2 separate regions of the Bos taurus genome follow, and region 1 is linked to region 2. The links are chromatin contacts, called in public Hi-C maps. All regions are on one chromosome and are shown on one strand. Each heading gives the region's core, a stretch centred on a gene start, on an enhancer-like site or on the middle of the called end of the contact. The rest is flanking DNA. Distances are from core to core; before and after follow the strand shown. Region 1 overlaps RFFL (ring finger and FYVE like domain containing E3 ubiquitin protein ligase). Region 2 holds the start of RFFL (ring finger and FYVE like domain containing E3 ubiquitin protein ligase).

The links. A called contact is a pair of places that touch in the nucleus more often than the background predicts.
Region 1: a contact with region 2 is called in a Hi-C map of skeletal muscle, with 3 times the contacts expected there. The contact joins the enhancer-like site here to the promoter of RFFL in region 2. A contact is called at or near these places in 2 of 11 Hi-C or Micro-C datasets (skeletal muscle and an unstated tissue).

The regions. Positions count from the first base shown.
Region 1 is chr19:15,044,889-15,047,753 of ARS-UCD2.0, reverse strand. The region is part of intron 1 of RFFL (ring finger and FYVE like domain containing E3 ubiquitin protein ligase); the gene reads right to left. Among named protein-coding and RNA genes, the nearest start is that of RFFL, 49 kb to the right of the region's middle. Within about 2 kb of position 1,468, at least 18 of the 102 cell types and tissues checked have an H3K27ac peak or open chromatin away from gene starts, as enhancers often do.
Region 2 is chr19:14,996,279-14,999,146 of ARS-UCD2.0, reverse strand. RFFL (ring finger and FYVE like domain containing E3 ubiquitin protein ligase) reads right to left here and starts at 1,345. Exons shown (of 7, transcript XM_005220052.5): 1 at 1,165-1,345.

The DNA.
Region 1 (2,865 bases), core at 219-2,718, 48 kb before region 2:
AGTGAGTTGCCATGCCCTCCTCCAGGGGATCTTCCCGACCCAGCAATCAAACCCACATCTCCTGTATCTCCTGCATTGCAGGTGGATTCTTCACCCACTGAGCCACCTGGGAAGCCAGGGGCTGGGGGAGTGAGGGGAGCAGGGAAAGGGTGACAAAGATGAGAACAATGATCAGCTCCGTCCTCCGGGGTGGAGGAGTGACCAGGGAAGACAGACCCTATTGAGACAAGCTGGGACATGGGACCCTTTGTCGCAATTCCTGCACCAGGATAAACATCTCTTCGAACCACAAAATACAAAGAAGACTGTAAGGGATTAAAAATAACCTTGTGCATGTGTTGAGGCAAATTATGGGCAACAAGACACAAAAAGACCAAAGACACAACACAGCCACTTCTGAAGAGCTGGGGGCAAAAGCAGGGCACTGAGCCTGCCCTCTGCACGCAATGCCACCCAACAGGCAGGCAACCACCCAGACCACCCCTCCAGCCAGCCCCAGGAGCCACCCTTCCCTGCCCGCACCCACTGAAGGAAGAGCTCTACATGCCCCTCAGCAAGCAGGCAAGGTAACCTGCTGCTTGTTCTCGCTGCCTCCTGCTGCAGCAGGGGCCCTAATAAACCCTTGCTTGGATTTCTTGTCTGGTCTCTGATCAATTTCTATTAAGGAGACCAAGAACCCTGCTCAGTAACACTATTATGGGCCAGAAAGTCAAGAGCAAAAAGACTTTTCAAAAAAAACAAAAACAAAAACCAACAGCAGGGACCAGGACATGAAAGAAACTACAAAATGCTCGGCTGGATCAAAGATAAGGGTAGGGATGGACGAGAGTACCACAAGTAAACGCAGCCACTCAAAACCTTGTATTCCAGGACTTCCCTGGTGGCCCAGTGGTTAAAAAACTTGCCTGCCAATGCAAGGGATGCAGGTTCAGGCCCTGGTCAAGGATGATCCCACCTACCGCAGAGCAACTGGGCCCATGTGCCACGACTACTGCGCTTGCGCTCTGGAGCCCACAAGCCCTAACTACGGAAGCCTGCGTGCCTAGAGCCCCTGCTCCACAACAAGAGAAGCCACCGCAATGAGAAGCCCGCGCGCACCGCAACTAGAGAGTAGCCCCCGATCTCTGCAAATAAGAGAAAGTCCACGTGCAGCAGTAAAGACCCACAGCAGCCAAAAAAAAAAAAAAAAAACCACCCACAAAACTTTGTATTCCTTGGTAAGGAGGCTGGAATTTATCCTATAGGTAGCGGGACACCATTAAAGGTTGAGGCCACACGAGGCTTTGTGATCTTACCTGTATTTTAGAGTGGCCACTACAGCAATAAGCACTGTGGAGGACCAATCTGTGAGGGGCGGGTGGGAAGGAAGATATGAGGATACGGGCAGAAGAGAAAGGGACAGAGATCTGTGACAGACTTAGCAGGATGTGGTCATGAACCGAAGAGCTGGGGGCAGGGAGAGAGACCGGCTCTGAGTGACACAGCAGGAGCGAGAGTAGAATCCCTGATTGAGCTACAGCCCTCAGGAGGAGCACGTCTGCGGAAGGAGGGGCAGGTTAAGACTCTGAGTTGAGTTTTAGTACCTGTGGGGGCCTGCGGATGTACCGCGTCCGCTGAAAATACAGGCCTGGGGATCCTCACCTACTGCAAAGTACCAAAAGCCAGAGAGGGGCAGGAAGATGGTTAGACCGTCTGGGGCAGAAGAGAGGACGGCCTGGGAGAGCTCTCAGGAACATGTGATCTAATGCGCAAGCAGCGGAGAACCAACCGGCGCAAAGGAAGGAACCATGCTCAGAGGTGGGAGAACTGGAAGACTGTCTGGAATTTCAAAAAGAAATGTTCGACGCTGGCAAATGACTCAGAGAGTAGAATGCACAGAGGAACATGATGAACCTATTTTTAGGAAACTGAGTGTGCTCCATGCCCCAGCCGTTTAGGAAGAGAGAAGCTGATGGATAACCATAGGTTGGGAAGCAAGTGAGAAGTGAGGAGTTGCCAGACTCTAAGGATAAATTTTTCTCTCTAGAAACTTTTGACAGTGAAGGGAAGAGAGAAGGCAGCAGGTCTCAAGATAAGAGAAACGCAGACATATTCAGAGACCACAGAGGAAACCCCACAAAGACTCAAAGCTGACAGAGGAAGGGAAGGGAAGCTGGCAATAAATATGGGAACAAGGGCCATGAGGGAGAGAAAAGTGACCAAGACATGGGGGTGGATTCCCCCGGGGCAGGAGAAAGGTCACCTCTTTCCCCAGAGACTGGAGCAGAGGTGAAGACAGATGGGCTCAAAGCTAAGCTGACAGCACTAGCAAAGAGAGATGAAGAATGAAATATTTAACCACAAGAAGAAGGAAAAGGGTGGGACAAATTAGAGACTGAGACTTATATACACTATTGATACTGTGCATAAGATAGATACTTTGGCCACCTCATGCCAAAGAGCCAACTCTCTGAAAAAGACCCTGATGCTGGGAAAGAATGAGGGCAAGAGGAGAAGAGGGCAAGAGAGGATGAGATGGTTGGATGGCATCACTGACTCAATGGACATGAGTTTGAGCAAACTCAGGGAGACAGTGAAGGACAGCGAAGACTGGTGTGATGCAGTTCATGGGGTCACAAAGAGTCGCACACGACTTAGCGAACGAACAACAATAAGATAGATAACCAAGAACTTACTGTAGAGCAGACAGTGCTCAGTGGTGACCAAGAGGGCTTATATGTATACAGATAACTGATTCACTTTGCTGTACAGCAGAAACTAACATTGTAAAGCAACTATATACTGCAATAAAAATTTAAAAAAAAAAGAGGTAAGGACTTGGCCACATCACGGGCAGACCCCACTGGGTAAGGTACCATTGGGAGG
Region 2 (2,868 bases), core at 96-2,595:
TTCCTAGAAAAATGCTCCCGTAAGTGGACAACCCTGGCCACACTATCTTGAACTGTCACTGGAAAAACAACTACTCCGCACACAGTTGCAGCCAACAGGGGGTGACAAGAGGGGTCTGCCCTCCAAGCCATCTGTAAAACGGGATGGGCAAGAAACTTTCTTAGAAGGCCACGCAACACCTGGGGATGTTTGCTCCTTACGTTCTGGTGGCCTTTAGCCAGGGGGCAAAGTCACAGTTGTGGGTGAAGCCCTCTGTCGGAGCTAACAGTAACTCTGCCCTGGGATAGACCGGGAGGAGCACAGTACACTCTTCCTTGATTACACAAGCAGTTTTCCCCCTAGAACAAATGACAGGCCAACAGAAAGGAAAAAGTATACTGTTGTTTCTATCTTCAGCCAGCCTGACATCAAGCTCTGAGCAGGCAGAAGCCTGCGAGGCTGTGGCTCCCCGGGTCGAGCACTCTTCCCCATGTCTGGTCAAATGTCTCGTGGGCAACCCAGCTGCAGAGGCCCCACCGTTCCTCTCCGTCTTGGCCACTGGCGACCTCATACAGGTTACCTCAGGGGAACAGAAGACAATTTCCACCAGGGGCCCCTAGGTGGGGAGGGGGGCACGTGGGTGGGAGAAGCATAGCCCCAAACTTCTCCATCGAGCCTCCGAACTCCAGCCTCCACCTTCTTCCGAGAAGCCCGCGGGGCTCCTGCCCTGGAAAGTAGGGTCAGGCTAGTTCCTGAACGCAGGCCGCCGCGCGCACCTGCCTCAGTTTCCTCTGCTTCAAAAGCCGCATCTTTCCCCCCCACCCCCACAAGCCAACTGAACCTGCCGATCGGGTAGGGCGTTTGGAGATATATGATAACACACGGCTCCCGTTAGTGCCCCCACAGGTGAAGTGCTTCTGTGAGGGGCACTTTTTAATGGGACAGGTGCGGGCTACCTTGAATGCGCAGACTTTTCAGCGACGGAGGGCTTCCCCTCATCCCCTGTGGGCAGCGAGCGTCTCAGGCCGCGCCCCGCACAGAGGAGGCGCCCCCCGCCCCCACCCAGGACCACAGCCTGGCGAGACCCCGAGGCCGAGCAGCGCTCCCCCACTCCGGACTCCCCTAGAAGCCCAGCCTAGGCCGGGCGCCCCGCGGACCCCAGCGCGGGCGCCGCTGCCTCCTCACCTGTCGCGGCCGCCTGCCCAGCCCCGCACCTGGGAGGGGAAGGGGAGGGGAGGGGAGGGGCCGGATCCGGGCCGCGGGCGCCTCAGGCAGGGGCGCTGCGGGCTGCGCCGCGGCGGCGTCTCCGGGGCTGAGGGGCGCCGGGGGGCGGTCGCCACATCCTCGCGGGCGGCCCCAGGAAGTTGGCCCCCCCTCCGCCCCTCAGCCATCCCTAGCCGCCGGGGCCGGTCGCTCCCGCCCCTCGCGCAGGCCCCGCCCCTCGCGCAGGCCCCGCCCCCGGCGCGGCCCCGCCCCCTCGGGAGCGCGCCGCCGCCGCTCCTGCCGCGCCCGAGCCACCATAGAGAGGCGGGAGGCGCGCGGCAGACCAGAGGGCGGCCTCCGCACGCGCGCGCCCCCTGGCGGAGCCCCGGGCCGCGGGCTGCCGACCCCGGCCCACGAGCCTGAGCCCCTGTGTATGGCGACCCTACTCCGCTGTCGGGGCGTCTGCTGCTTCCAAGTCGACAGGGGTCACCGCACTCTGCGCGGGAGCTGAAGGGTCCAAACCGTGGTCCAGCTTGGAGAGCGTAAGCAAGCCCCGGAACATCGCAGAACTCGTTTCAAAAGAAAATTTTGAAAGTTGCCTCACTTCCATATCCCATTGTTCCTCACCACAATGTCTATCAGCAAGTGATGGCTCCCCCAAATTACAATGAAAGAAACCCAGGCCCATCGGGGTTCACTATCTAATTCAAGGTCGCATGATTGGGAGCTATTAGAAGCCAGATCTGAAGGACATCAAAACCCACGTTTGTCCCATGCACTCTATGGCACCTCCCTCTCAAGCATTTCCCAGTCTAAAGTGAGGAAACTCCTCAGAGGGAGGCCCTGGTAGAATGAAGATGACTCTGTAGGGAGGAACCCACCCCAGCCGTTCATCATCAACTGGGTACCTTTCAGCAGGTACTTAACATTTCTGAACTCTCCTTGCCTCATCCCTGAAGAAATTGGTACTGTTGGTGTGAGGCAGGTTGGTATGAGGATTAAATAAACCAATACATAAATTCAGAAGTGCTTAGCAACTATAAGGGGGCTTCCCTGGTGGCTTGGTGGTAAAGAATTTTGCCTGCCAATGCAGGTTGGTGAGTTCCATTCTTGGGTCTGGAAGATCCCCTGGAGAAGGAAATGGCAGCCCACTCCAGTATTCTTGCCTGGATAATCCCGTGGACAGAGGAGCCTGGTGGGCTACAGTCTGTGGGGTGGCAAAGCACAACTGAACAGCTGAGCATACACACAGTAAACTATTAATACAGAGCACTAGAGTTTGCATGGGGAATTGTTACCCAAGGTGGACTAATCTTCTTATACCTTAGTTTCCTATGGAGACCTCTCAGGGCTGTCCTGAACAGTTTGTATTTTAACAAAAGTAATATCACAAAGAAAAGTGGAGTAAAGATGATATCATTTATACATGCAGTCTCTGTCACTTTAAAAGTATTATTTCCAGTCTTTACAACCCAGCAAACTGAGTACTATTATTCCCATGTTATTTTTTTTCAATATTTATTTATTTGGCTGCGATGGGTCTTAGTTGTGGCATGTAAACTCTTAACTGTGCAGCACGTGGGATCTAGTTTCTTGACCAAGGATCGAAACCCAGCTCCCTGTACTGGGAGTGAAGAGTCTTAGTCACTGGACCACCAGGGAAGTCCGTCAGTCAGTTCAGTTCAG